Regions from separate parts of the Mus musculus genome. Here regions 1, 3, 4, 5 and 6 are each linked to region 2. The links are chromatin contacts, called in public HiChIP or PLAC-seq and promoter capture Hi-C maps. All regions are on one chromosome and are shown on one strand. Each heading gives the region's core, a stretch centred on a gene start, on an enhancer-like site or on the middle of the called end of the contact. The rest is flanking DNA. Distances are from core to core; before and after follow the strand shown.

Region 1 (4,625 bases), core at 96-2,595, 1.6 Mb before region 2:
ATCTAGTCGGGACCTTGCACATAGTAGACCATTAAGAAACACGCATTAAATGAGTGAACAAATACACAAGTCAAATTGTCGCCCCCTTTCCTGAGGACTCCTCGCAGCCCCCCGGGGGGAGGGGCGGGCTCTCCTTGGCAACCACACCCCAGCCTGGTGAAAATAGACACTTGATAAGGCCTCTCCGAGGAGGCCTACACAGAGATCCCAGAGGAAGAGGGGGGCTCGGTAGAAGGATCGAGCACCAAGGGAAGGCACTGTCAGCTTGGAGTGCGGGTGTGTCTGGGGTTGCTGGCGATGGGGGAGGGGGTCTTCCCCGGCCTGGAGAATGCAGATCCTCTGTAGACAGAAAACTTAGTTGCAGGAAGACATAGATCATGGCATATTTTAGAAACCCCAACATCCCGGGACCTGGGGAGCCCTTTCCTGCCCTCCACCCCACAGAGATCTGTCTGGGTTTTTAGAATTCTTGGAGACCTGAGGCGGTCCAGCCTACTCAGCAGCGATGCCCCACAGCTAAGCTTCCCTTGCTTCTCGGGTGGGAGCAGTTTCCGTGAACTCTGGGCAGCTGCAGGGAGGACGGGGGATCTTCAGGGAGGATCTCCAGGGGCAGACTCAGCTCCCCGGAGGCTCAGAGTGGGTGATAATCGGGGTTTCAGTGGTGGGGCCGGTTCTTCTGGCTCTGCCGAGACCCCTGGGTTGGCTAGAGTGGGCTCCTGAGAACGCCAGTTCCAAGGATGCGCACCCACGGCCGTGACTGGCGAGGTGAAAGATCGTGGGGATCCCAGCACTTCCAGCCAGAACAGACTCTTGGCAGCTAAACCGGACGTCACTAAGCAGAGCAGGGCATGGCGGGCTCCCAGGGCAGCCTTGAGGTTGAATGTTTCCCTCCCGGAGCACCAGCCCCTTCCTCATCAATTGAACAGGATTCCATGGTAACCCGGCGCCTTTCTCCCTCTGCGCCCTACGGTGAGCATCTCACCGCAACCCTATTTGGAGATGGAGAGATGGTGGTTAGACCAGCAGCAGGACTGGCCAGTCAGGACCTCCTATCTCATCAGGATCCCCGGGACTCATCGGTCTCACCTTCTCTACTCAGTCCACGCCTGTCACCTGCGATGCGCGCTCCTCTGGGCGCCCACCTAGGTGCAGGGCGCGGGGGAGGGGATCTTTCACACTGGGCACACTCGCGTGCCCTCCTCTGTCCCAGCGCCGAGGCTCCGCCGCTGGACCCCGCAGAGTGGGCGGAGGGATGCGGGTCGCGCTGCCCGCAAGCTCATCCCGCGGGGCTGCGGCAGGGGCAGAACCACGTCGTGTCCTCCCCCCACCCCCATTCCCGCCCCCGCGGCCGCGAGGGAAGCGGGCGAGCGCTAGGACCGCGCCGCTCCGCCTCCCGCCGCTATAAGAGGCCGCTCGAGCCCCACGCGGAACCGGCTCCGCGCCGCTGTCCCCGCGTCCCCACCCGGCTCCAACGCAGCGCAGCCCAGGCAGTCCCCGGCCTGCGTGGGGCGCCCGGGGCCCCGCGGCGCACCATGGGCGCTGCCCACTCGGCGTCCGAGGAGGTGCGGGAGCTCGAGGGCAAGACCGGCTGTGAGTACCACACCGTGGCCGGGAACCCTCGTTGGCGGGGACCATCGCCTGCATGCCCCCGCTTCGCGCCACCGTGCTGTGTGACCTTGGGCTAGTGGCTTGCCCTCTCTGTGCCCCGTTCTCGGGCTGCTTCTGATGGGTTCCCGCCAGCCGCCGTGCGGGCGACGCCGCTGGGAGGGGTTGGCAGCGACTCGGGCCTGGGGTAAGGGTGGCCCGAGAGGCGACTTGACCCAAGCCTCACCCGACCAGGGCGGAGCCCGGCAGGTAGCCGTGGCTTTGAGGGCCGGCGCCCCGGCAGCTCGGGAGAGCGCCGAGCGCGCGCTGCACCTGCAAGTCTGCGGCTGGGGAGCGGGGAGGAAAGTTTGGAAGTGGCGGGACCGGGAGGAGCCGCGCGGTCCGCGGTGACCTTAGGCGGGGGTCACCCTGCCGCCTCCCCGTGCGTCCCCACCCCCCGGCTGCAGGCTCGGGCACCGAGCCCAGCGTCCTCCAGGCTGGCCCGCACTCCCGGGACCGCAGAGGCCGGGCGGGGCGCGCCTGGGGGAAGCGCCCGTCCGCCCCGCGCTTGACCCTGGGCTCAGAAGCGACCAGGGGACCCGGACTTGCACGAGGGTGGGCAGGCGCGTGGACTCAACCTGTTTCGGTGGTGGGACAGAGCGGGTTGTGAGTTCTGCCAGGACTGTGTGACCTTGGACCAGTCAGTTCCCGTCTCAGTTTGCCTCCTCTGAGGAATGGGAGACTGGCGCACCCCCAGGGTTCCTGCGGCAGGAGGTTGCGGCTGAGTTGAGAGCACCCAGTCAGCCCCCCTCACCCCCCCAGAGGGGGACTGGGCTGGCACTCGCCTCCCCAGAGCCCGGTGAAGTCATAGAAAGTCCCCAGCTGCTGAGCGTCTACACCGCGCACACAGTATGCGAAGTGTGCAGCGGATCCGCGAGAGTCGTTTACACGACCCACTAAGGGCGCGCGCCATCGAGCCAGTCCCGGTGAGGGTCGACTGTGAGTGCGCTGCCTGGAGTGTGCGCACGGCGTGCAAGGGGAACCGCGTGCGAGCGGGAGTGTGGGCGCACTGTGTGCAAACCGGGAGTGTGTGCACGCACTGTGTGAAAGTCGAGAGTGTATGCACACTGTGTGTGAGACAAGCAGGTGTGTGTGCACAGTGTGTGAAAGTCTAGAGTGTGCGGGCACTTTGTGAAAACCAGGAGTGTATACACACTGTGTGCGAGGCAAGCAGGTATGTTTGCACACCGTATTGAAGGCAAACTGAAGTGTGTGCACTTCAATCAAACTGAAGCGTGGTTGTGTGTGCACACTGTGGGCACTGCAGTTTGAAGCACGGTTTCACTTTGGGGCTCGGGCTGCTCTGATCGGGGACACTCCCTGCCTCAGTCTCCCCAGTTCTGGGACTGCAGGGCAGCACCCTCCCCCACTTTTGTATTTTCTCTCTGAATTCATTTTGCTGACTACAAACCAAAAGTTTCATAAACCTGCCCCCGCCCGCCTCCTCCCAGGCCCACGTGATGGAGGACAGCAGGAGTCCCCGCCCACTTTGACTCGGTTTGACCCATTGCCAGTTGCTGTCCCAGATGGTGTGGGGAGAGCTGGGATTCCGGGTGCAGGTTGGGTCCCCACCGGAGCAGCACCCAGGGCCTTCTGGGGAAATTCCTGCGGGCTGTGGGTTTGACAGTGACGGGCTGCAGAGCATGCTGGGAGCCTTGTCAGTTTCCTGGGCCCAGCCTCCCACGGTGACAGATGCTCAGGCTCAGTGGCTGCCTGGAGGTGGCTGGGGTGGCTTCTTCACTTGCTGCCTGTGCTCAGAATTCAATTCTAAAGGGAGCTGGGCGGGGGGGGGGGGGGGGGGAACGACGGGACCCAAGGTTATGCCACCCCCACCCCTGGGGTCCCACAGGCCCTGAAGGTGCTGGTCTAGTCTGGGCACTTACACCCGTTTGGCAGATCCTTAGAGTTTTTGAGGATTTTAGAGGATGTGGAGGTGACCCAGAGAGGCCAACATTCCCACACAGGATGCACAGGACACAGATCCACCCCACCAGTCTTAGGTTTCCAGGAACAAGCAACAGGGGGAGAGGATGGGAAGAGGTAAGCAGGTAACTAAGGAGCCAGTCATGTGACAGTGACCAGAACATCGGAGTGGCAGGTGCCATGGCCCTGTGGCAGGAGGCAGTTGATCACCTCAGTGAGGTTGGCCGATGGATGACATAGCAGTCCTCCAGGCTCAGGCTGCACTGCAGCCCCAACTTCAGGGGTCCCCTGTGCTCCCCGTGCCTCAGTTTTCCCTCCTGTCAGATGGACATAGCAATAGAACTACATTGAACTAGGTCTTGGTCCCTGTATCCCTGCTGTGTGTGTGACCTTCAGTAGGTCACTGCCTCTCTGGACCTCAGTGCTCCACCTGGGTGTCGCCGCCTCTGAACAATTGTGTGGAGGAGATATTAGCCAGGAAGGCTCCGGACGTGGCGTGGGGTTGGACAGGGCTGTGGTATGAGAACTTATACATGTCCAGGGGAACACCACTGCACTTGGGCTTGCCTATACCAACACTGAGAACTTCACACAATACACAGTAGGTGTGTCTTCACCCACATCTTCCAGAAAGGAGATAAGGCTGTTTCCTCTCCTGAGGGAAACTGAGGCTCGGAAAGAGACAGCATCTTGCCTTCAGCACCACAGCCAGGAGTGGAGGGTTGAGAGATGGAGGATTCCCCACCACACACTGTGACCTCTGGGGCAGGAACCACTGCCCATGATGCATTGCTCTTCTTTTGCTCACCCCAGGACCTTTGCACAAGCCTTTCTGCTGCTGCTACACTCTGCACCATCTTGATTCATGTTTGTTCTTTATATGGGAGACTCTTCCTGTCACCTCCTCCTGGGTTAAAATTTCAAGGCAAAGTTCCCACCACCATCTAGGGCCCTTAGAGCCATTGTTCCCTTCCTGCCTGGCCATTCTCCTGCAACCTTAGTGGACAACCTCAGACCTGGTCTCCCTTAGCTCCTGCAGTCCCCCCTCCCACCTCAGA
Region 2 (4,395 bases), core at 260-2,759:
GGTGGGAGACGTTTCACGGTTTGTTTTACAAATTCGCCCCCGACGTCTGCCACGATAAGTCCCCAGGATAGAGCAGGAGCGGAGGCACCCAGAGATAAGTGTGATGCCTGAGGAAGATACGAGGCTGGTGCACCTCCCCCCGAGCAGCTCTCCAAGCCCAGAGCGGCAGCTCCCTACCGAGCTGGCCCGGAGGTGAGGGCAAAGGCTCTCAGGAGACAGGCCCGCAGTTCCAGGCGCTCACTTGTTTCAGCTGCTTCGTTCTCTCTACACCCACACCCCCATCCGGGTGGAACACTGGTGTCGTCATCCGAATGGAAGAGGAGCTGGGCTCAAAAGGGTCAGTAAATACATTTTTTAAAAAAAAAAGGAGCGAGCCGAGCGTAGACTGGGCCAGGCGCGCAGGCCTTGAATGCATTTGCGTGGTTTATTTTTCCGCGTGGGGGCTCGGTCTCAGTATGTCGGCGCGCGTTCGGGCCCAGAATCCCAAGGGGCATTTGGGTCTCTGCACGTGGCTGCGGGTGGGGAGCAGGCAGCGGGCAGAAAGATTGGTGGGATCCCCTGCGCTAGTGGCTCGGGAATCCGAAGCACCCGGGCGCAGGAGCTAGAGGATCTGACTCAGAGGTGGCTGGGCGGTTCCATGTGGGGCTCCCTTCAGAGCTACGCGAGCCTGGAGCTTTTGTTAAGGCTTATTGGCCGAAAGAGAGGTTCGGCGGCCAGCTCGGCTAGCCCGGGGCCCGGGAAAGGGAAGAAGCTGCAGATCCGCACAAGAGAAGCGGCCGCGGGCTTGAACTGTAGCGCTCGGAGCGCGCGAGAGGCGAGCGCCCCTGCCCGGCGCCTCGGAAGCCGGGCAAGCTGCCTGGCTCCCGCCCTCGCTCCCTCCCCCTTCCTCCCTGGCCCAGCCTCCTCCCCGGATCCCCCGGCTTGGATGGCTGAGGCCTTTCAGACGTAGGCTGAGCTGAGGAGCCGCGGCGAGCTCTCAGGCTGCTGCGAACTCTCTTCTGGATCAGCCACCTAGAGGCGACTTTGGTGAGCGCGCGGCGCCCTGGTGGCTCCCCGCCCTCCCCTCTGATCATGTTGACATAAACGCAGGACAGGCCGTAGTACCGCGCGGCGCAGCGACGTTCCAGTTTCCGACACCTTCTTTTTATAACTCGGCTCTATTCCCCCAGCACTCGACCTGTGAAAACCACGCCTATGCAGCCACACAATTGGTCCGAAAGCGTCAAAGAGCCAATCAACAAGCCTCGGGCTCCCGCAGCCCACAGCGCTGCCGGACCGTCCAGAGCCGCCGAGCAGACGCCCGGGGAATTCTAGAGGCGGAGGAGGGTGGCGAGGTGCTCGCTCGCTCTCTTTCTCTCTTTCTCTCCCTCCCTCTACTTGCCTACTCCAGCTCCCAATCACTCCGTTCTCTTCCTTCTTTCCTATTTTTTTTTTTTTGCACCCGTCTTCTTGATCCTCCCTCGCCCTGCGTGCCCGGACGCTGATTTTTTTTTAATTTATTATTTTTAGGAAAGCGATTTCGCTCACGTTTTTTTAGCACAAGGAAGACAGCCGGCTCCCCGAGGCAGAAGATCGCAGGCACCATTCGCTCGCCACCCAGACTCTGCGCGCAGCCCGGAGCCAGAGAGGAGGATCGCGAACCGAAGCCAGCTTCGCAGTTCTAGTTTTGAAAGCGCCGCTGGAAAGGGGCTTAAATCGCTTTTTTTTTTTTTTTTTTTTTAAAGGAGAGACTTTTCCTCCCCCCCTTGATCTCGCTGCCTGTGAAAGCCAGAGTCTAGCTCAACTAAGACGCCTCCTGCGAGAAAGCCAGAGAAGAGCTAGGGGGCGGGGGAAGGAGTCGAAAAAAAGGTTAAAAAAAAAAGTCTCCGAGAACCTTGCGCTTTGGCAACAAAGAGCGTGGGAGCCGGGGAGCCACCCCGGGAAAGGGCTGCAGTGTCTATTTCCAGCTAAGCCACAGGGCTTGGGCGCCAGTCGAGCCCCTGCTTGCTGCTTGCCCTACTGAAACCGACTTCCAGGAGCGGCTTTTCCAACACACTCCACGCACCAGGACAGCCCCTGCAGCGGCTATGTCTCCAGATCTGCTGCCGCTTTGTCCTCTTTAAAAGCGGCGTTCTCTTCCCCCCAAAGACACTTTCCCCCTCCCTTTCAAACGCTTTATTTGTAATTTGCCCTCTTTTTTATTTTAAACAAAACTATGCGTCGCTGTTGAATTTTTTAATTATTATTTTTGAAAAGCAACAACAAAAGCGGAGCCAAGCCAGCAGCTGCGGACTGGTTCCCTGTCTGGAGTGGATGAGCCTCTCCATGAGAGATCCGGTTATCCCTGGGACAAGCATGGCCTATCATCCCTTCCTACCTCACCGGGCGCCGGACTTCGCCATGAGCGCGGTACTGGGCCACCAGCCGCCTTTCTTCCCCGCGCTAACGCTGCCTCCCAACGGCGCCGCGGCGCTCTCGCTCCCCGGAGCTCTGGCCAAGCCCATCATGGATCAGTTAGTGGGGGCTGCTGAGACCGGCATCCCTTTCTCATCCCTGGGACCCCAGGCACATCTGAGGCCTCTGAAGACCATGGAACCCGAAGAAGACGTAGAAGATGACCCTAAGGTGCACCTGGAGGCCAAGGAACTTTGGGACCAGTTTCACAAGCGGGGTACAGAGATGGTCATCACGAAGTCAGGAAGGTAAGTAAGTAATCAGTGGGGGACCCCTCCCCCCAAACCATCTGAAAAATTTCACATCTCTTTTGTCTGACTCTTAAAACAGTAGATTCTGGCTGACTGTTGACGTTTGAAACGAAAACTTCCTGTCCCCCCAAATATGCGGAGACTCCAGGGCCCTGCCTTAAGGGTCAGGAAGTTTCAGCCTACCCGGGCCCTCAGTATGGTTCCTAGGGACTCGTATCCGGGGTTCCTTACAAAATACAGGGTGTTTTCCATTGAAGGAGACCGCGCACTCGGCTTCTGCAGCATTCGAGAAAATCACCTTGTTGCAGGAAGCCCGTTTGTGAAGCCATTCTGAAATATTCTTTACGTTTAGTTCTTTCTGTTGGATTTTATTTCCCAGGACAGACCTTAAAGCCCCTCTTAGACAGCAGTGGGAGACCCGGGAGGATTCCGCAGGCCCTTTCTACTCTTCAGCCTTGTCCCTGGGGCTGAAGGGGACCTAAGCCTGATGGTGTGAGACAGAGAAATCAGTGGAAGAGGGGAGGACCTTCGGGTTTCTTTCCCGTTGCCATCTCCGGAGTCTGCAAGCCCAGGGAAACCGTAGCAGGCAATTTTTACAATTAAGGTTATGTGTGTAGACCCAAGGAACCCATGAGACTATGCACCTTGTATTTGAATATTGTTACCACTTTACGTAATGTTTAGTGCCCTTGCCTGACCGAAATAAGTCTATTAAGGACCCCAATGACTAGTGTTTAAAACCACCGATTTAAGAAAAACAAAAACAAAAACAAAACCAGAGGTAGGTAGCATTGAGGTTTATCAAGATACCAGTTGGAAGGGCACGAAAATAAAACCCCACTTTCGGTCTCCTTCCAAGCTACTTGAGGCCAAAGTTTGGCACGGGATCGTTTTCCAAGCCACAAGACATTTAGTCGGGTTTTCATAACCGGGCACTTCCTTTTAAGTCAAAAGTACAGAAAGCCAGCACTTCTGTGAAATTAAACAGCAGTGGCCTACAGAGTAGAGGAATGTGGTTTATAGCTTAAATCACGGATGGGTTACCAGGCCCGGACGCTAGCCTGTCTTAAACCTCGGCTCTGAGAGCTCACTCTAACAGGCACACAGTTCGCCAGCCTCAGTCCATAAGTGAGCATTTATTTCCTCGATAAGTTTTAATGTTTTCTCATCAGCCAGCTGGTGGAAAATCCGCACCTTTATTAACCCTGGGTTCTTAGAACCCTGCTTCCAGTTGTTTCAAACTAAATACATTCAGGAAAGAAGAAGAAGAAAAAAAAAACTTTAAGAATCCATCCCTCTTTATAAGAGGGCAATCTAAACAGCCACATAGACAAACATGTTTGTTTGTTTTTAAGAAATAGTAGATTCTCTTAGAGGAGGTTGCTGTAATTGATTTGATTTGAGGCTTGGGATTAAAAAAAAGGAGATATTGAGCAGTTTTCATGTTAGCGTGGAAGTAAACAATTTCGCTTGCAGTTGCCTTACAGACTCCCTGGTCCCAGCAGAAAGCGTTAAGCTTTTAGACAGTGCCAAGCAACTTGGAAGCCAAGTCTGAGGTTCTGAGCCATTTACGGGGTGGGCCTTATTTATGTATTTGCCTTTTTCTGTGCTTTTGTAGGCGAATGTTCCCTCCGTTTAAAGTGAGGTGCTCTGGACTGGATAAAAAGGCCAAGTATATTTTATTGATGGACATTATAGCTGCTGACGACTG
Region 3 (4,311 bases), core at 1,775-4,274, 1.3 Mb before region 2:
AGGCAGAGGCAGGTGGATCTGTGTGAGTTCGAGGCCAACCTGATTCACAAAGTGGGTCCAGGACAGCCAAGGCTATCATACAGAGAAACCCTGTCTCAAAAACAAAGCAAAACAAAACAAAACAAAACAAAAACCACACCTCCCCCGTTCCCAAAAAAGAATGCTTCACATAAAAGTATGTCAGATGTGCTCACCTGAGTGGCCTGCTATTCCTAAAGAATATTTGGCAGATTGGTGAGAACACAGGAACTACATCACTTGGAGATGTTCAGTAAATCACAAAGGTTAGGTAGGATGCGAGATGAGAAGCCAGTGCTTGGCCAGATCCTTCCACACCCATTGCTTGTCCCCTTTCATGTGACTGGGTGAAGAGCATCTCTCAAAGTCTGCCTGCCATATTGAGAAAGAGCTTAAGACTTTCCAATCTTGCTGGGCAGTGGTGGCACACGCCTTTAATCCCAGCACTTGGGAGGCAGAGGCATGCGGATTTCTGAGTTCGAGGCCAGCCTGGTGTATAGAGTGAGTTCCAGGACAGCCAGGGCTACACAGAGAAACCCTGTCTCAAAAAAACAAAACAAAACAAACAAACAAAAACAACCCAAAAACCCCAAAACAAAAAAGACTATCCAATCTTAGGTTTGTTCAGAGAAAAAGGACTAGATGTGTGGAGGTGGCTCTCCGGAGCAGCCTTCTCAGAGCCTTTAATTCAGATGGTGGATCTTAGAAGAATTATTGACCATGAGGTTAACCTCCTCAGCTTTCATAATGAAGTGCCACGCTGGTGGGGGAGGGGAGAGAGATGCCAGAAACAATGGTATTTCACCACTTCATAGTCATGGGGACCCCAAGTATGAAATACAAGTGCTGAAGAGGTGCTGGCCCCTCTGAGTCTGTACCTCATCCTGTCTTCCTGCCTCTTCCTCAGCTTTGTTGTGGAATTCTGAGCAGAGACTTTGAGAGAATCTAGAAAGGACAGATGCAGAGAAAAGCTGGAGTCGGGCAGGCTGTGCTCACTCTGATGGACTCCCACTACCTACTGTAAGCAGCCAGGGTCTTCAGCTTTCTTATTATGTGCAGCACAGGGGGAGGTGTTTATAGGCGTCTCAGCTGTGCATGTCTGGGAGGAAGAAGCTGCAGTTGCCAGGTTTTTGTGCACACTGGTCTCCTGTTTGCACTCAGACCTTTAAGAAAGGTTTTGCTATGTCTTTGTGCTTTGCCCAAGGAAGGCTTTGTAGCTCCCTATGCAACTTAGCACCTAACAGCTCTTCATGTTCACCGAATTGTGAAGCTCTCCTTGATCAGCAACATGGGAGATCATGATGTAACAGTTTGCTGAATGAGTGAACAGATAGATAGATTCAAAGAATGGACGGGGTGGGTGGATTCAATGTGTGGATTAATGAATGTGTAGATGAGTGGACAGACAGATTCCGTAGGTAAATGGGTGGGTGGATGGATGGGTAGATGGATGGATAGATGGATGGATGGACAAACATTCAATGAATAGATGGATGAATGAGTGGATAGACAAAATCAGTGAGTGGATAGGTGGGTAAATGGAAAAATGGAGAAACTGATAGATGGATAAATAGATGGGTGGTGAAATTCAATGGATAGATCAATGAATGGATAGATGATGGGTGGATCATAGATGGATGGATAGATCAATAGATGGGTGGATCAATAGATGGATGGGTAGATCAATAGATGGATGGATTAATAGATGGATGAGTAGATGGATGAATGGATAGATGGATGGATAGATCAATGGATAGATGGGTAGATGGATGGATAAATCAATGGATGTTTGATGGATGGATGGATAGATTAATGGATGGATAGATGGAAGGATGGATAGATCAGCAGAAGGATAGATGGTTGGGTGGATGGATGGATGGATGGATGGATGGATGGATGGATGGATGGATGATGGATGATGGATCAATAGATTGATTGATGGATGGATGAATGGATAAATAGGTCAATAGATCAATGGATGGATGGATCAATGGATGGATGGATGGATGGATGAATGGATAGATGAATGGTAGATGAATGAATGGATGGATCAGTGGATAGGTACATGGGAGAGAGCAGATGGATAGAAATACCGATGTATGCACATGCAGGTAGAAATCGGCTGATGGGTACCATGTTGATCATTGCTCAGCCTCAAGGACAAGCAAGCTTCCAAAGACTTCATTCACATTGTCACTTCCTGATTTCTAGGACATTCTCCACTCCCCTTTCCAGTTGGTGCTGATTTGCCTGGTAAATTTCCATTCTGCTTCTGCTGATTGTTTCGGAGAGTGGTGATGCCAAATCTCACTAGGTCTAGGGTTCCCCTCAGTAAGGGATGAAAATGGCTTTGTGGTGGAAGGAGTCAGTCCATCTATCTTCCTGCAGACTGTGCACTTCGTGGCTGGGAATGTCTGGGGGCAGTTCGGCATCCTTCTGGCTCTGCAGGGAATGGCAGCTCTGGTCTTGTTCCAAAGCAGAAGAAACCATTTGCACGGGGGTAGGGATGGGGGTTGGGGGGGGGGAGCAGCTTTGCATTCACTGCCTAAGTATGTTGTCCCTGCTCTCAACGACCTCCACTTCAGAGCTGTGCTGCTCTCCCCAGGAAGAGCATCTCACAGCTCCTTGAGGAGTCCTGGTTTTCCCTGGCCCCCACCTTTTGTTGCCCTTGGGCTTCCCTGGAAACGGGGCCAGCTTCTCAATCAGTCTCAGAGGGAGCCACCTGCGCTACCCCCCACCGCTAGACCTAGCGGGGCAGCAGGATGCTATTAGCTGGCCAGCCTGCTGCAGCCCAGTTCTCTAGACCAGAAAGGCCTTAGCACCCAGCACTGCAGATGCCCCTCCCTCTCCCCCAGGTATCAGTCCTTAGGAGGCTAAACTCAGGAGTTTGCTGGATGCTTGCGCAGAGATTCGGTTTCCCGCCGCCTCTGCCATGCTCTCCATGGGGCGCTGAGCAAGAGCAGACAAGCTGCGAGACAGCTATTAATAACCCCACTTCACAGAAGAAAAGGGGAGGCTGGGCCCCACCTCCAGTCTCACTCCTGATTAGGCAGCCGAAGCGGCAGAGCCCAGGTGCCTGCCCAGGCCTTCCTGCACATTCACAGGGCCCTTCCGTGGACCCTCAGTGGTGCTCCGTTTTGTTAGTTAGTTAGTTTGTTTTTTGTTTTTTGTTTTTTCTCTAGCAGCAATTCCTGAGGCCCAGGAGATGGCTCAGTAGATAAAGATCTTGCTGTACAGACTGGAGAGCCAGAGTTTGGATCCTTAAATGTCTTGTGCGAGCCAGGCCAGGGTACCGGCTTCTGTACTCTCGGCGCTTGGGAGGAAGAGACTTCCGGTTTCCAGCCCAAGCAGGCCGGCTGGACTAGCTGAATCGAGACTCCCAGTTTAGAGAGAACTTACATCAAAAATATGACGGACAACGATCAAGGAGCACAATCAACGTCAACCTTGCTCTTCGACTTGCATGTGTTCACAGGTGCAAAGGCAACCAACACCCCACCCCCTCCTAGGCACCCCCAGAATATGCGTACCGATATACCACATGTACACCCACATGCAGAAGAGGGGAACAAATAAAAATTATGATTCGTACAACTCAGACCTGCTCCATCAGGTGCCTTTGGGTTGGGACAGAGAAACAGGGTCTACCTGTCCAGTCACATGTCCCTGCCATTGGCTTTTTATATAGATATGCACCAACCTCGTGTATCGTCCAACACATCGTGTCTCTTTAAGACCAGCATCTCCATGTGTGGCGCTGAAATGAAGGGGCCTGTGGAAACTCCACTGGAAGCAACAGCCCCTACCACGGGATGATAAAAAGGTTGCTTTAACTGAAATAGAATTGTAAACAGTGGCCAGATTTAAGCACGGAGCCTCTCATATGTCAGAACCTTAGAGCAGGGGATTGTCTATGTAGGCAGCGCGTATATAAATATATGTATAATTTATGCAATATTTCTCCTATTTGCGCTCTCTACTTAAGCTATCCATTAAAGCCCATCACATTAATTTAATTGAAAAATTCTGGGGGAATTGTATTAGTTTTTTTTCCCATTAAATTAACATTACAGCCTTTAAATAGATGTCCTGCGTGCCCATTGTTGCTAACAAAATTATTATGCAAATTGAAGTCTGGCCTTTCTGGATTTGGCCACCAGCCTCTCCTCCCCCCACCCCAACCCCCTTCCTTGACCGCTTTGATTTGATTACCCTTAGCCCCAAGTGCCAGCCTGGGGACTTGGAAGGGAAAGCCTGGTAGTAAGCAGGCCCATGGGGGCTCTGGGTCTGGGC
Region 4 (4,504 bases), core at 1,650-4,149, 1.4 Mb before region 2:
TAAAAAGCCATGACCTGCGTGTGTTCCTGTGTCTTCTCAACTCTGCCACCTGTAGGCAATTACTGATTGCATGTTTGTTTCAAGATAAGGACTCATTCTGTAGCCCAGGTTGGCCTCCAACCCTTGATTCTCCTGCCTCTGCTTCTGGAGTACTGGGATGATGGGTGTGAACCACTATGCCTGGCCTCTGTTTACTGATTTTTTTTTTTTTTTCTGAGACAGGGTTTCTTTGTGTAGCACTGGCTGTCCTGGAACTCACTCTGTAGACCAGGCTGGCCTTGAATTCAGAAATCTACCTGCCTCTGTCTCCCAAGTGCTGGGATTAAAGGCGTATACAACCACTGCCCGGCTGTTTACTGATTTTTTTAAGTCAAAGTGGAATGCAGGTGGAGGTCAAGGTGAGCAGGGGATTTGCTACACACACACACACACACACACACACACAGAGCCCCCATTCCCCCACCCCAGACCTCAGCAATCTCTTTCAACTGAGTCTGTTCTCCAAATCTGAGGGTCTAGTACTGGAAATGAAGGGATAGCCAGGTAATGTCTGAAAAGTTAAAGGTAGGACTGGCAAGAAGACTCAACAGATAAAAGCCTAATGACCTAAAAGCCTGATGACCTAATGACCTAAAATCCTGATGACCTAATGACCTAAAAGCCTGATGACCTATATTCAGTTCTTGGATGAATCGTGGCCCTCCACATGCACACCATGGGACAGTATACACATGCTCACACACCAATACACATCATACGTAAACACGGAAGGAAGGAAGGAAGGAAGGAAGGAAGGAAGGAGGGAGGGAGGGAGGGAGGGAGGGAGGGAGGGAGGGAGGGAAGGGAAGGGAAGGGAGGGAAGGGAAGGGAGGGAGGGAGGGAGGGAGGGAGGGAGGGAAGGAAGGAAGGAAGGAAGGAAGGAAGGAAGGAAGGAAGGAAGGGCAGTCATAAATTTAGCACATAGCTCTTCTTCTAGTTGGAAAGCTGGCTCAGAGCCAAGTGTGGTGGTGCCCAGCTATGACCTCGTTTACTTGGGAGTCTGAGGCAGGAGGATTATGAGTCCCAGGCTACGAAGCAAGATTCTGCCTCAAAATAAATAAAACGGCACAGGGCTGCAACCCTGGACCTCAGAGAACTGAGACCAGAGCAGGCAGCCCAGATCTCCTAGAGTGCCTGGCCACACATAGCCCTGAACAGGCCGTTGTGGTCATTGGCGGTCACACACCAGGAGGCCGGGCCCACCCATCTACTCTGAAGCTACCACAAAGGCCTGCAGCCAGAGTTAGACTCCAGACATGCGGGATCCCGAGTCCTCACTTCTAACCACCTCACCGCAAGACAGAAGCAAACTCCCTTTGCACCTAACCAAAGGCCATAAGTAATCAAAGCATCACTTTGATACTGTCAAGCACAGAGGAGGTCACCATGAGGCATCTGCACCACATGACCAGGAGCCCGTGGAGTGTGGGGATGTTTTCATCTTACCTGTGTTTATTCTGCTGCAAGGGAAGGAGTCACATGTGGTTTGAGTTTCTAACTCATTTAAACAGAGAAAGTAGTGAAGGCCGGTCATCCCAGCTATTCCAGAAGCTGAGGCAGGAGGATTGCAAGTTCAAGGTCAGTCTGGGTTACTGAGCATGGATCCTGCTTCAAAACAAAACCTGCAAAAAGGGCTGGGGATATACATCAGTGGGAGAATGCTTGCTCTGGGTTCAGTCTCCAGCGCTGGAGAAACAAAACAGCCACCCCAATTAGAAAAGAAAAGAAAAGAAAAGAAAAGAAAAGAAAAGAAAAGAAAAGAAAAGAAAAAAGGAAAGGAAAGGAAAGGAAAGGAAAGGAAAGGAAAGGAAAGGAAAGGAAAGGAAAGGAAAGAAAAGAAAAGGTAGAAAAACAGACAGGAAGGAAGGAAGGAAGGAAGGAAGGAAGGAAGGAAGGAAGGAAGGAAGGAAGGAAGGAAGGAAGGAAAAGAGAGGAGAGGGCTAGAGAGAGGACAGGTTGGTAGAGAGTCATCTTGTATACAAGAGGGCTTCACTTTGGTTCCCTAGAACCCACGTGAAAGAAGCCAGACATAGTGGTGCCCGCCTGCAATCCCGGCACCGGGGGACAAAGATGGCTGATCGGTGAGACTCACTGGCCATGCACGTTATGGCAAGCTCCGGACAATGAGAGACTCTGCCTCAAAAATCAAGGTGAATGCTAATCCATCACCTGATCCCCCAATGCCAGCAACTGTCCTGTGACTTCTGCATGCACACATCAGAACACATATGTTCTAGTGTGTGCGTGCGCGCGCACACACACACACACACACACACACACACACACTTTTTTTTTTTTTTTGAAAGAGGAAGGTAAGAATCCAAAATAACAAGGAGGGCCGTCTGAATCCTGAACGCCGCTGCCAGCCCTGAACTTGGGCTCCTGGCTGCAGTGTCTCCACTGGCTTCAGTCCTGGGGAAGCCTGTTTTCTCTTCTCAAGGCACATGGATTTCCTGGAGGCCCCTGTGTGCTGGGCGCCGTGCCAGGCTCCTTTGCTTTTTTCCCAAAAGAACCCCGGGGGCGTGTCCTCGCACTGTGGTTCCACTTCTGTCCGGTGCTCCTCCCCCAGTTCCACCGTGGCCATAAAGTGGGTAGAGCTCCCAGCTGCGAGCAGGGGTAGGGGCAACAGTTCTCCCCTCTGCTCTGAAGTGTGATGGGAGGGGAGTCCCCGCTGGGACAACATTTACTTTGTACCACTGCCAGGAGAGAGGGAGAGGGGGTGGGGGGGTGGGGCTCACGAGCGAGCATACCCAATTCCAAAATATTTCTGACAAAACCTGGCACTTCTGGTTCTAATTAAAACCCTGAACTTTGGAACAAATTTCATCCCACAGCCCTCCTCGCCGGGAAAGGGGGTGCAGCGGAGACTTCGCTTCATAACCACAACAAAAATAGCTTCTCCTGAGGAAGGCGCCCGGTACTAACAAGGCCACTTTTGTTTTACTCCCCTGCCATCTGTCTGGGGATGCCAGGGGCTGGCTCTGCTCCTGACTCCTTTGGCAGAGAGGGGACAGGAGCCGGGTGGCGCTGTGGACAGCTTCTCAGCCTCTTGGCAGAGGGGGGCCATGCATCTCCACCTTCAGATAGCCGGAAATCCAGGCCAGATGGAAACGTCACCAATCCCCTCTGTTTCTGAGACCAGCGCGCAAGAAGTGTGGTTCCAGCAGGTGGAGAAAGATCTTAAGCTTGCAAACTGCTCTAGCCCAGTGGTTCCCAATGCTGCGACCCTATAATACAGTTCCTCATGTTGGGGCGACCCCCCCACCAACCATCAAATTATTTTCGTTGTCACTGGATAATTTTGCTACTTTGATGGATCATAGTGTAAATATTTTTGGAGATAGAGGTTAGCCAAAGGGATTGCGCAACCCACAGGCCTAGAACCACTGGTCCACTCTAACATGGAGGGGAATAAATTCTCTAGGATATCTTTGGGATTTTATCCCACTCCCTCCCTCCGCCCCCACCAAACACAGGGGAGGCTTAGATGTTGGGCGAATCTCTTGTGCACCGTATACAGGTTGTCTTTGTATGAAGCATCCCATCTCTCAGCGTTTTGCAAGCATCTTATCCATGGCCTTCTGATTGGATTAATAAAGAGATGAACGGCCTATGGCAGAGCAGGAAAGAATAGGCGGGGCTTCTGGGGAGAGTTGGGAACTCTGGGAAAGTCTGAGCGCGGACAGTTATCAGTCAGACATCATTCACCAACCAGATTCCGGGAAGGAGCAAGTGTGGAGAATGTAGATTAGTAGAAACGGGACATTTAAGTATAAGAGCTAGTTAGGAACAAGCCTAAGCCAAGGCAAGGCTTTCATAATTATTAAAAAGTGTCTCCCTGTCGTTACTCTGCTGCTGGCGCCTCAGAGACAGTCCTGCTATACTTGGACTGTATAAGCGGAGTTGAGACTGCTGTCTGAGGTTTGCAGCGGGGTGTTGAGGCACTCTGAGGTTCTGCAGATGTAAGGGCTGACACTTGCCCATTGTCTCTGCCAGCATCAGAGTGTGACAGGACAGGGCTGGCTTGAAGAGCCCTGAGGTCAAGTGCTCACGCTGGTGGGACCAGAACCCTCCCTGCTATACCAAGGTGCATTTGTTGGTTGGAGAACACTTGGGATTGTTCCTTGGCTGGGCACATCTGAGCAAGCCACTGTCTCATGGCACATCCAGCTATTCATATTTCTTACTTTAAAAGCATAAGTATATATATGTGTGTGTGTATGTGTGTGTTTGTATGTATACATATACACATACACATACATATACATCTTTAGGATTTTATCCCATCAACCCCCTCCACCCTATGTGTATAAATGTATATAAGTACATATATGTGTACATATATATACTTATCTACATGTATGCTTATATATAATATACACACGTACGCTTATATGTAATATATACATACATGCATGTTTATATATAATATATACACAAATATACAATATATACTTATATATAT
Region 5 (4,621 bases), core at 61-2,560, 1.6 Mb before region 2:
CTGTGTAGGATGAATGCTTTCTGCCATGCAGACTGTAGCGTACCACTGCTGTTCACTTAGCTGTTAGGCCAGAAAGGAAGCAGGAGCTCACAGGGTGAGCCTGCCACGTAAGCAGGAAGGAGGTTGGGACCATGGTAAGAACAAACTCTGGCCCTGAAGTCACCTCAGTGTTTGCACGTGCTGCTGTGTTGTGTTGTGTTAGAAGCTGGGGGTGGAAAGATGGCTCAGCAGTTGAGAGCATTTACTGCTTCTTACGAATGCCTGGAATTAAGATTACCAGCTCATAACACTTACAACTCCTGCTCCAGGGAATCCAACCTCTCATGAGCACATACCCAAACACAAAAAGTAAAAGAAGGAGAGGAGGAATAGGAAGAGGAGGAGGAAGTAGAGGAGAAGGAAGAGAAAAAGGAGAAGGAAAAGGTGGAAGAGGACAAAAGAGAGGAGGAAGAAGAGAAAAAGAAGAGAAGAAAAAAGAGGAGGAGGGGAGGAAGAGGAGGAGGAGGTAGAGGAGGAGGAGGAGGAGTGGGGCTGGAACCCAGGGTCTCATGTCCACTAAGGGAATGTTCTATTAAGCTATAGCCTCAGCCCAGCAATTGGATTGAGTCACAACTTAGCTTGGAAAAACAGGAAAGTCAATTCACCACTCTGAGGTGCTCTTGACTTCTTGGGGCATGAAGGAAATTGTAGTCCCGTCTCAGGGGGCTGTTGGAAGCTTCATGAACAGAAGCCCTGGGCATCGTCACTCTAGTCCATGTCAGACCAGGGTCCTCTGAATGCAAACTAATAAGCACAGTAAGCGCTCACCAGCTTCTGAACTTCAAACTCCGAGGCCACATGCCAATGCCCCTCCTCGTTGGGGTACAACATCACAACGTCAAAAGCAGAAGCCGTGGCAACAATGGGCTTTTCTTGGCTCAGCGCAAGGGCTTGTATTCTTGCGTCATGCTCAAAACGAAAGATAGGGAACCTTCCGGTTCTCAGGTCCCAAATGTTAAGGATCCCTAGAAGGAGAAAAGCAGAGAACAACCGTAAAGCTGGTACACACAGACACAGAGCAATCATACAGTTGCTTTTTGGATTACTGTGTGAGGATGACAGTGTATGGCTCTTTGTCTGAGCCTGCACTGCTGTCCTAGTCAGCATTCTGTCTGACATCAGCAGTACTTACACAGGACTACTGGGCAGGCCTTGGGAGACTCCCATGATTTCCTCTATGGCTCGCCCATAAAGCTAGCCCTAGTTCTGACCTCCCTACTGCCAACAGTGGCACGAGTCACTCTTGGTCTCTGTGCATCTCTAACTGAAAGTGCCCAAGTCCAGATTCTTGCTCTGATGTAGCACCCTGCACATACAGTTAGGTGTTGCAAGACTTCCACATGGCTGCAGCAAACAGCCACAGAGCTCTCTTCCATGGAAGGGCTTAAACACGCATGCACTTCTCTAAGAACTATGATCAAATGAGGACAGGCAGGTCACAAAAGGCTCCATGACATGGTCCCCCGGCATATACTTTGGTAACTCTCTCTATTCTGCCTCAGAGGGAGATGATGTGCTACAGAAAATAAACATCTCGGGGGCCACTCATTAAACAGGACCTAGTGTCTCCTCTCCAGAAGGTCTCATCTTGACACGGCCTCTTCCAAGTACTGCTGCTCTGTATCTGTTCCAAGGCATCACAGTGTGGACTGCATGTGTTTTAAAGCATCACACAGTGGGAACTGCTACGCAGAGCCTCTGGTTGCTTAGCACTGCATGCCTCCTCTCACTCTGTGTTCTCCACTGTGAGAAGAGCAGAGTTACCCCATTCCACACAGACAGGACTGGCTAATCAGTAAAGAAAGTCGCCTACATTCTGCCTGGCATGGAAGCTGTTTAACACAATGCACCCTGGCACACTTGGAGTGTTAACTATGGACACAGCTTTCACTTTCAGCTGAGGACTGATGTGACTGGCATCCTTTCCTCAACAGAACTGGATGTAGCAAACACAGCTCAGTACAAAGCGAGCTCCCACAGACTCAAGACACTCAGGGCTCCTCTATCATCACGGCCACTTTCTCTGAACAACCCCCATACTGTTGACCCTCTTCTTCAGTTACGTTCTTATGTGTACGACCAGGCCAGCCAACCGTTGTCAATGGCATTGGTGCAACCACAGTCCCCTAACACCAATTTTGGTGTGCAAGCATTTAGTGCTCTTACGTTTTCTTGAATTAACTGTCCCTTTCTCTCTGCCCTGTTAGTGTTTCTGCTCTGAAGTCCACTTCCCCACTGACCCAGCACTTTGGCTTTGTCTGACTCTTACTAAAACAAGAAGCTTTCTCCATCTGTTTGCTTTGTGTCTCTATCTTTACCCGGGATTCTTGGAGGCAGGTACGGTGACACACACCTGGAACTTCAGTGCTGGGAGGCAGGGCAGCAGCCTGAGGTCAGTCTGAGCAATGCAGCAAGCCCAGGCTGAGCAGTAACCTGCCTCTATGCGTAAGACATAGAGTGGGTTTCTTGGAGAGACCAGGTATTTGGTCTTGTTTTTAAAATACAAATGAAGACTACTAAGATCGTTACATCTCTTTTGTTTGTAATTATGTATGTGCCTGTGTGTACTGACTATACTGAGCTGCCTCTCCAGCCCCACTCCTTATATACCCTTTTCATCCTCCTCCAGACCTAGTTTTTGATTATGTGTTTACTCAATGATGGCTCCTCTGCTGGCTTACTGGCCAAAATTCCCCCTGCAATCACTGGGCAGCTTCTTTAAGACCTTAAGATGCATGCCCAGGTCAGCATAGCCTAGACTCAAGTGACCCACTGACCTTCAATGAGTACAGGGAAGCCACACAGCCATTTCCCCCTCCTGACCTCTGTCCTACTTTTGCAGAAGTGGGAGGGCCAGCATCTTTTAGAGTGCCTTAAGAAGGAGAGACACTTCTGTTTCCCGAGGTAATTATCACCTCTGCTCACCAACGTCACATTCACCAACATCAGAAACCAGAAGCTTTGCTAAGAACACAAGGGAGCAGCTGGGCAGCTGTGACAGTGTCTGCTTAGCCTTCACCCTGTCCCTCCAACCCCAGTCCACACATCAGTAAAGGGGCAGAAAGAGCTTAAGGAAGATTCAGACAGACAGACACCAGACCGAATCATTTCTCAGTGAGCACAGCTCCATCACAGTACATTTTGAGCTGAGAACTGCAGACTTGAAGAGTCAATACCTCTGCTCTTTTATGAGAATGTTCTGGGCTACAGCTGGAGGTTCCTATCCAGAAGGAAAAAGAATCAATAAAGTCCTACACACTGAGCAAGTGCTTCCCGAGCCTTGTGCAGCATCACGGAGCCCTGTTAGCACCATGCTGAGCATGATACAAAGCAGAAAGTTCCTTATTGTTTTCTTATTGATTTCTGAGGGCATGAACAAAGTCACCCATGAAGATTTAACTGTCAACTTGACATAGCCTAGAGTCACCTGAGAAGTGAGTCTCAATTCAGGAACAGCACAGAGGGTGTGATGGGAGCAGGGTGGGGATGTGTTGACTGTCGAGAGGCCCAGCCCATTGTGGGCAGCACCATTCCCTAGCAGGTAGCTCTAGACTGTGTATGAGTGAGTGAGCCAGCACGCAACATCCTCCCTGCTTCAGCTCCTGGGACCGGGAAGTGTAACCCAAATAAGCCTTTTCCTCTCCCCTAAGTTGCTTCTGGCCAGTATTTTGCCCCAGCAACAGAAAGGAAGCCATAAACTTTGTTTGGACCACCCACCCACATACAATCTGTCCATCTGTCTTCACACCCTGGCAAAGAGCAGCTGACCTTTTCAGGCACTGTGTTGAGCTGGTCCACGTTCACCACATGACTATTAAGGGAGATGCCAGCAACAACTGTCAGAACCAAAGCAATTCAGTTCTCAAACATACAATATTTAAAAGAATCTGATGTGGCTTCCAGCATTGGGTGACATATAAAGAGACAGGCTGCGTGCTTGGCTCCTATACTTCCCCAACAGTGGGTTCAGGGGGAGACGTGCTATTAGCTGAGCCTGGCTAACACGCACCTCCTGTTTCTGTAAGAAATGTTCAGTTCTAAGAAAGAGACCGCAGTGGAGCCGCACAGAAGGAGAACTGACTAGACAGGCACAGGCTATGTCACATGGGCCAAGGACAGGACAGAACAAGCTGACAAAGGATTGGAACCCGCTACCCAGGCAACACTTCGGATCAAGGCCACTTGTGCACGCCACAGATCTCACCGCTAATCTCTACAACTGTTTCCCCTTTCCTGTCTCTAAAGGAGCTAGCTCCATCCCACAAGGGCTTCTAACCCAAGCACACAGCAAAATGTGAGCCCAGGTCCATGAGAAGGTTCCCATCCCTGGTCTGACCAGTCAATGCCAAAGATAAACTCAAGTTCTGTGAGCCTGCCCACCCCTCCTGCTTGGAAGAGACCTTAGGGTTAGGAGGCACCCAAAAGGTGGCCCCCATATTCAGCTGCATCTCAGGCCCCACCCTTAACAGGGTAACAAAGGCAGCAGGGGGCCTTCCCTAACACCAGCTTACTCAGCAGAAATGTGAAAGGGCGCAGACAAAGAAACACTGTGTCTTTCAAAGCACATCTGAGAGAAGACAGT
Region 6 (4,329 bases), core at 950-3,449, 1.7 Mb before region 2:
AAGTAAGCACAGGCAGGAATCTAATTTTAGGGTAGAACAAAGAAGTAGGCTTCAGGCAAGAATCTGATTTTGGGCTAGGACAGGGAAGTAGGCTCAGAAATCTTGGTCACCCTTAGAAAAACAGTGGTCAAAGGAGTGATCACAGGACTTTGTTTATTGCCTTTGGGGATGGGGGTGGGGGGCGGAGACAGGGTTTCTCTGTGTAGCCCTGGCTGTCCTGGAACTCACTCGGTAGACCAGACTGGCTTCAAACTCAGAAATCCGCCTGCCTCTGTCTCCCAAGTGCTGGGATTAAAGCAAGGACAGTGCTTGTTCCTTGACTATTTGTGTTTATTGTACTGCTTGACCTTGTTACTTGCATGGAATTAGAATGGTATAAAAGCAGATTGGGAAAAAAATAAACCCACCTCAGCCTCAGAACTGGCTGGGGTCATGCTACAATGTTGTCTGTCCTTTTTCTTTTTAATCCTCACTCCTTCGCTGGAGAACCTGTTGACGGACTGAGCTGGCTTGGTCACGTGAGCACACAAAATAAATTAAAATGTAAATAAAAGCTCATCTAAAGATGAGACCCAAGCGAGATTCTCCTCTGACCTTCAATCACACGCACACACATATGCACACACATGCAGGCATACGTGCTCTCATTTACACACACATACACACACATATACACACATGTGCACACACATGCATTAAGAAAATAAAGCAGCCGGGCGGTGGTGGCGAATGCCTTTAATCCCAGCACTTGGGAGGCAGAGGCAGGTGGATTTCTGAGTTCGAGACCAGCCTGGTCTACCAAGTGAGTTTCAGGACAGCCAGAGCATATGGTAATTGTTGTATTGCCAGAGAGGGCATATATGTCCCCCAAATCATGAAGGATTGTTGAGTGGAAGACAATTAAAAGCAGACACCATGAACACCTCTAAAATCACACTCAGCATTTTGGGAGGCAGAGTCAAAGGGATCAGCGGCTTGAAGGAGCCCAGTCACACAGAGGAGAGCTCCCCACGATACTTCGACCTGCTTCAAATCAGGACATAGATTCAGGGGTTACTACTATTCTCCACACCATCATAGAGCTAGAAATAGGGGTCCCCAAAAACAAATAGTATGCTTGCCTCAGTACCCAGTGGAGAGTGAGTCACCCGTGGAGAAGGCCAAATCACTTCCAGGAAGTGCTTGGTATAAGATAGCCATTTTCAACAGCTTAATTTTGGGACTATGGCATGGCTGTAAAGTGCATGGCTAACCGGCACCAAGCCCTGGGTTTCACCCCCGCACTACCACCTCTGAAGTACATCTTGGTGGTGTATGCCTTTAATACAAGCTATGGGAGGTAAAGGCAGGGGGGCCAGAAACTCAAGGTCCTTCTCCAATACATAATTCAAGACCAGAGTGGACTACATCAGACTCTGTCTCAAATTGCTTTTGAGATCGGATCTTAATATAGATAGCCCAACTTTTGATCTGCGTGCCTCGGTCTCCTGAGAGCTGGGAATTAGGAAGTAAGCCACCATAGTCATTTTTAACTTTTAGTTATTGTCTATGTGGACTCATGTCCCATCGAGAAGGTGAAGGCCAAAGGGCAATTTTGTTTTGTTTTGTTTTGTTTTTCGAGACAGGGTTTCTCTGTGTAGCCCTGGCTGTCCTGAAACTCACTCTGTAGACCAGGCTGGCCTCGAACTTGGAAACCCACCTGCTTCTGCCTCCCAAGTGCTGGGATTAAAGGCGTGCGCCACCACTGCCCGGGCAACCTCGATATATTTATTTTCGAGACAGGGTTTCTCTGTGTATCTCTGGCTGTCATGGAACTCGCTCTATAGCTGAGGCTAGCCTCGAACTCTGAGATCTGCCTACTTCCACCTCCTAAATGCGGAGATCAAAGGTGCCACCGCCTCCCCGAATTTGCGTGTCATCCTAGGCGCAGCATCCATGCAAATCTCTGCATCGTTCCAGTTTTAGTATCTGCGCTGCCGAAGACGAGCACCCAGCTATCATTTTTAAAAATGCCCCTGGGAGAATCAGGACGCGAAAGGACCATTTATCTCTGCAGCAGCAGCCAGCTCTCGCCTCTGGCTCTTCCCAGTCCTCCAAGCGGAGTGGGCGGGACCCCCTGGCGTGGGCGGGGCGTTCCCAGCCACTCCCCCTGAGGGCGTGGTACGGCTTCTTAGGCTCCTATCGCGCGCGCGCCCGCCCGCACAGCGGCCCCCTCAGGTACGCGGACAAGATGGCGTCGGTAGCGGGGGACAGCGCTATGGAGGTGGTGCCGGCGCTGGCCGAGGAGGCCGCGGCTGAGGCGACGGGCCCCAGCTGCCTGGTGCAGCTGCCGGGCGAGGTGCTGGAGTACATCCTGTGCAGCGGCTCGCTCACGGCGCTGGACATCGGCCGCGTGTCCAGCACCTGCCGCCGCCTGCGCGAGGTGTGCCAGAGCAGCGGGCAGGTGTGGAAGGAGCAGTTCCGGGTGAGGTGAGCGAGCATCCCGTTCCCGGGACCCGCAGAGCCCCTCGGCGCCGGGCCTCGCGTGGGGCCCCACCCCGCCACCCTCCGGGCCTCCGGGCCGCGCGCCGCCCTCTTCCCGCGGCCGCAGACAAAGGCCTGCCTGCAGCCCGGGGGGCCCCCTCCGGAGCTCCGATGGGGTCGCGGCAGCCGCCCGAGGCCGGGGCCTCCGGAGCGCTCCGCCCCGGGGGGCTGCGGCCTTCACGCGCCTCCCGGCTGCAGGAGGAGGCGCATCTTTTGTGGCCGCTGCAGGATGTTGACGTGCAGGCAAAGCAGCGGTGCGTGCATTCCTGGCTAGCTCCTTAGGATGCCGGCATCGGACCTGCCAGTCCAGCTCGTGACCTTGGGGGTGGAGGGGGTGATGTCGGTCCACCTCCCTTCTCCAGAGCCTGGGTCTCCTGGTCGGTGATGAGACCCCCCCTCCTTTTTTTTTTTTTCCCATTATGGGGAATCAAATAAGATGAGGCCCGGGTTTGCAGGGCCTGATGCTGAGGGAGGCGCGCCATCCACGAGAACCGTTAGCATCACTGTGATTGTGGCCAGCGCAGAGATTGGGGGGCGGAGGGGGGGCGGCGGCTACTGGTGGTAGAAACGCTGCCTTTCGTGTCGCCACGCCAAGGTCACTGCATCTGAGTAGTGAGGGAATGCATTGCATACGCTATGATTATTGCAACTAGAGCCTCTGCCAAGTCCACCCCCCCCCCCTTGCCCGCAGACTCCTCCGTGGTTTTTTGCAGTCTCTGCGGAGCTGAGAAAGGGTGTTTTCTCTCCCCCCCCCCCCCTTATAGGTGGCCCTCCCTGATGAAGCACTACAGCCCCACCGACTACGTCAATTGGTTAGAGGAATATAAAGTTCGGCAGAAAGCTGGGTTAGAAGCCCGGAAGATTGTAGCTTCCTTCTCCAAGCGGTTCTTTTCAGAGCACGTAAGCATCAGGCTTGGTCATGCTCTGTGTGTGTGTGTGTGTGTGTGTGTGTGTGTGTGTATGTGTGTTCGTGCGCGCACGCGCTCGTTCGTGTGTGCCTGCCATAGCTTTTCAGCTCTTGTTCCTATTTCCCTTTTCACTGCTCACACAGCCCTTTGCTTGCATGCTTATAAGAGTCATTGTGTCCCCTCTCCTCCCGTCCAACAACACGGAGCCATTTGTCCCTGCTAGCCCTACTTTTTTTAAAGCCAGAGGGAGTGGGGTGTTGAGGAGCGGAAAGGGACACAGGGCGGTGTCCACTAGGTCCAGAGAAGCCTTACTCTTTGAGACTGTTAGGCGCTTTATGCACTGTCAACCTCTTGGTGCCTGTTTCCCAGGGAGGCTGCAGAAGTGCATGCCGTGCAGGGAACTGCCTTTTTAAGGAACCAAGGTTAAAAGCTGCCGTAGCTGCTCCTAGCCATTGAGCATTTCTGTTTATCACTGTGGCTCTTTGTTCCGAGAGAGGAGGTTCACTATGCGGCCCAGGCTGGCCTTGAACTCCCGTCCAGCCTCCTGAGGACTGCGATTCCCAGGAGGCAGCCTCAAGCCTGGCTCGAGTCGTGTGTCGCTTTTCTGTAAGGGCTGAGATGTGTGTTTCTTTTCAGGTTCGGAGTTAGTCGTTGTTTTTCTCCCTTGTCCAGAAATGTCCCATGGAAATCGGTGTCCGTTCCATTCACTACTTTTTGTAGGGCTAGGGAATTGTCCCCTCTCGTATTTCCAGTCCCTGCAGATTGTGAGCCGACCAGTGTAGCTGACAGTGCTTGTTTAGTTCTTCTAGGTTGGTGAAGGTTATTTTCTGAAGGTTAGTTCTGATTTCCCACTCTGCTGTTAAAGGAGTTTATGAGCAGCGTTTTCAAGGCGTTTCAA

What was found. Promoter capture Hi-C pulls out the DNA fragments that hold promoters and counts their contacts. HiChIP or PLAC-seq counts read pairs in DNA pulled down with a chosen protein or histone mark.
Region 1: a contact with region 2 is called in a promoter capture Hi-C map of embryonic stem cells. The contact joins the promoter of Tesc here to the promoter of Tbx3 in region 2. A contact is called at or near these places in 4 of 39 promoter capture datasets (embryonic stem cells, pre-B cells and stem cell-derived epiblast-like cells), 7 of 484 Hi-C or Micro-C datasets (all in embryonic stem cells), 3 of 115 datasets of contacts at active chromatin or transcription factors (embryonic stem cells and extraembryonic endoderm stem cells) and 2 of 9 other capture datasets (adipose tissue and embryonic stem cells).
Region 3: a contact with region 2 is called in a promoter capture Hi-C map of hippocampal neurons, with 4 times the contacts expected there. The contact joins the enhancer-like site here to the promoter of Tbx3 in region 2. A contact is called at or near these places in 7 of 39 promoter capture datasets (the 3T3-L1 cell line, 3T3-L1-derived adipocytes, embryonic stem cells and 4 more), 4 of 115 datasets of contacts at active chromatin or transcription factors (astrocytes, embryonic forebrain, embryonic stem cells and 1 more) and 3 of 9 other capture datasets (embryonic stem cells, embryonic tail and liver).
Region 4: a contact with region 2 is called in a promoter capture Hi-C map of liver, with 5 times the contacts expected there. The contact joins the enhancer-like site here to the promoter of Tbx3 in region 2. A contact is called at or near these places in 2 of 39 promoter capture datasets (embryonic stem cells and liver), 3 of 115 datasets of contacts at active chromatin or transcription factors (craniofacial prominence, embryonic forebrain and stem cell-derived neural progenitor cells) and 1 of 9 other capture datasets (macrophages).
Region 5: a promoter capture Hi-C map of 3T3-L1-derived adipocytes shows a contact between it and region 2, with 5 times the contacts expected there. The contact joins the enhancer-like site here to the promoter of Tbx3 in region 2. A contact is called at or near these places in 8 of 39 promoter capture datasets (the 3T3-L1 cell line, 3T3-L1-derived adipocytes, the C10 cell line and 3 more), 2 of 115 datasets of contacts at active chromatin or transcription factors (the NIH/3T3 cell line and fibro-adipogenic progenitors) and 2 of 9 other capture datasets (adipose tissue and liver).
Region 6: a contact with region 2 is called in an H3K27ac HiChIP or PLAC-seq map of extraembryonic endoderm stem cells, with 9 times the contacts expected there. The contact joins the promoter of Fbxo21 here to the promoter of Tbx3 in region 2. A contact is called at or near these places in 5 of 39 promoter capture datasets (the 3T3-L1 cell line, liver, pre-B cells and 1 more), 2 of 115 datasets of contacts at active chromatin or transcription factors (extraembryonic endoderm stem cells and fetal liver) and 1 of 9 other capture datasets (adipose tissue).

Annotation. Positions count from the first base shown.
Region 1 is chr5:118,026,398-118,031,022 of GRCm38.p6, forward strand. It overlaps Tesc (tescalcin), which reads left to right and starts at 1,346. Exons shown (of 8, transcript NM_021344.4): 1 at 1,346-1,590. The coding sequence starts at 1,533.
Region 2 is chr5:119,669,724-119,674,118 of GRCm38.p6, forward strand. It overlaps Tbx3 (T-box 3), which reads left to right and starts at 1,510. Exons shown (of 8, transcript NM_011535.3): 1 at 1,510-2,681; 2 at 4,303-4,395. The coding sequence starts at 2,293. It overlaps Tbx3os1 (T-box 3, opposite strand 1), which reads right to left and starts at 1,785. Exons shown (of 4, transcript NR_166476.1): 1 at 1,528-1,785.
Region 3 is chr5:118,341,162-118,345,472 of GRCm38.p6, forward strand. No RefSeq gene overlaps it. Among named protein-coding and RNA genes, the nearest start is that of Gm46942, 17 kb to the right of the region's middle. Within about 2 kb of position 3,025, at least 23 of the 459 cell types and tissues checked have an H3K27ac peak or open chromatin away from gene starts, as enhancers often do. A contact at or near this core is called in hippocampal neurons, where this site is marked.
Region 4 is chr5:118,291,667-118,296,170 of GRCm38.p6, forward strand. No RefSeq gene overlaps it. Among named protein-coding and RNA genes, the nearest start is that of Gm25076, 27 kb to the left of the region's middle. Within about 2 kb of position 2,900, at least 132 of the 459 cell types and tissues checked have an H3K27ac peak or open chromatin away from gene starts, as enhancers often do. A contact at or near this core is called in craniofacial prominence, embryonic forebrain, liver and 1 more, where this site is marked.
Region 5 is chr5:118,094,726-118,099,346 of GRCm38.p6, forward strand. Fbxw8 (F-box and WD-40 domain protein 8) reads right to left here. Exons shown (of 11, transcript NM_172721.2): 6 at 808-1,004. Among named protein-coding and RNA genes, the nearest start is that of Gm30466, 27 kb to the left of the region's middle. Within about 2 kb of position 1,311, at least 15 of the 459 cell types and tissues checked have an H3K27ac peak or open chromatin away from gene starts, as enhancers often do. A contact at or near this core is called in 3T3-L1-derived adipocytes, where this site is marked.
Region 6 is chr5:117,974,571-117,978,899 of GRCm38.p6, forward strand. Fbxo21 (F-box protein 21) reads left to right here and starts at 2,200. Exons shown (of 12, transcript NM_001346588.1): 1 at 2,200-2,469; 2 at 3,288-3,423. The coding sequence starts at 2,231.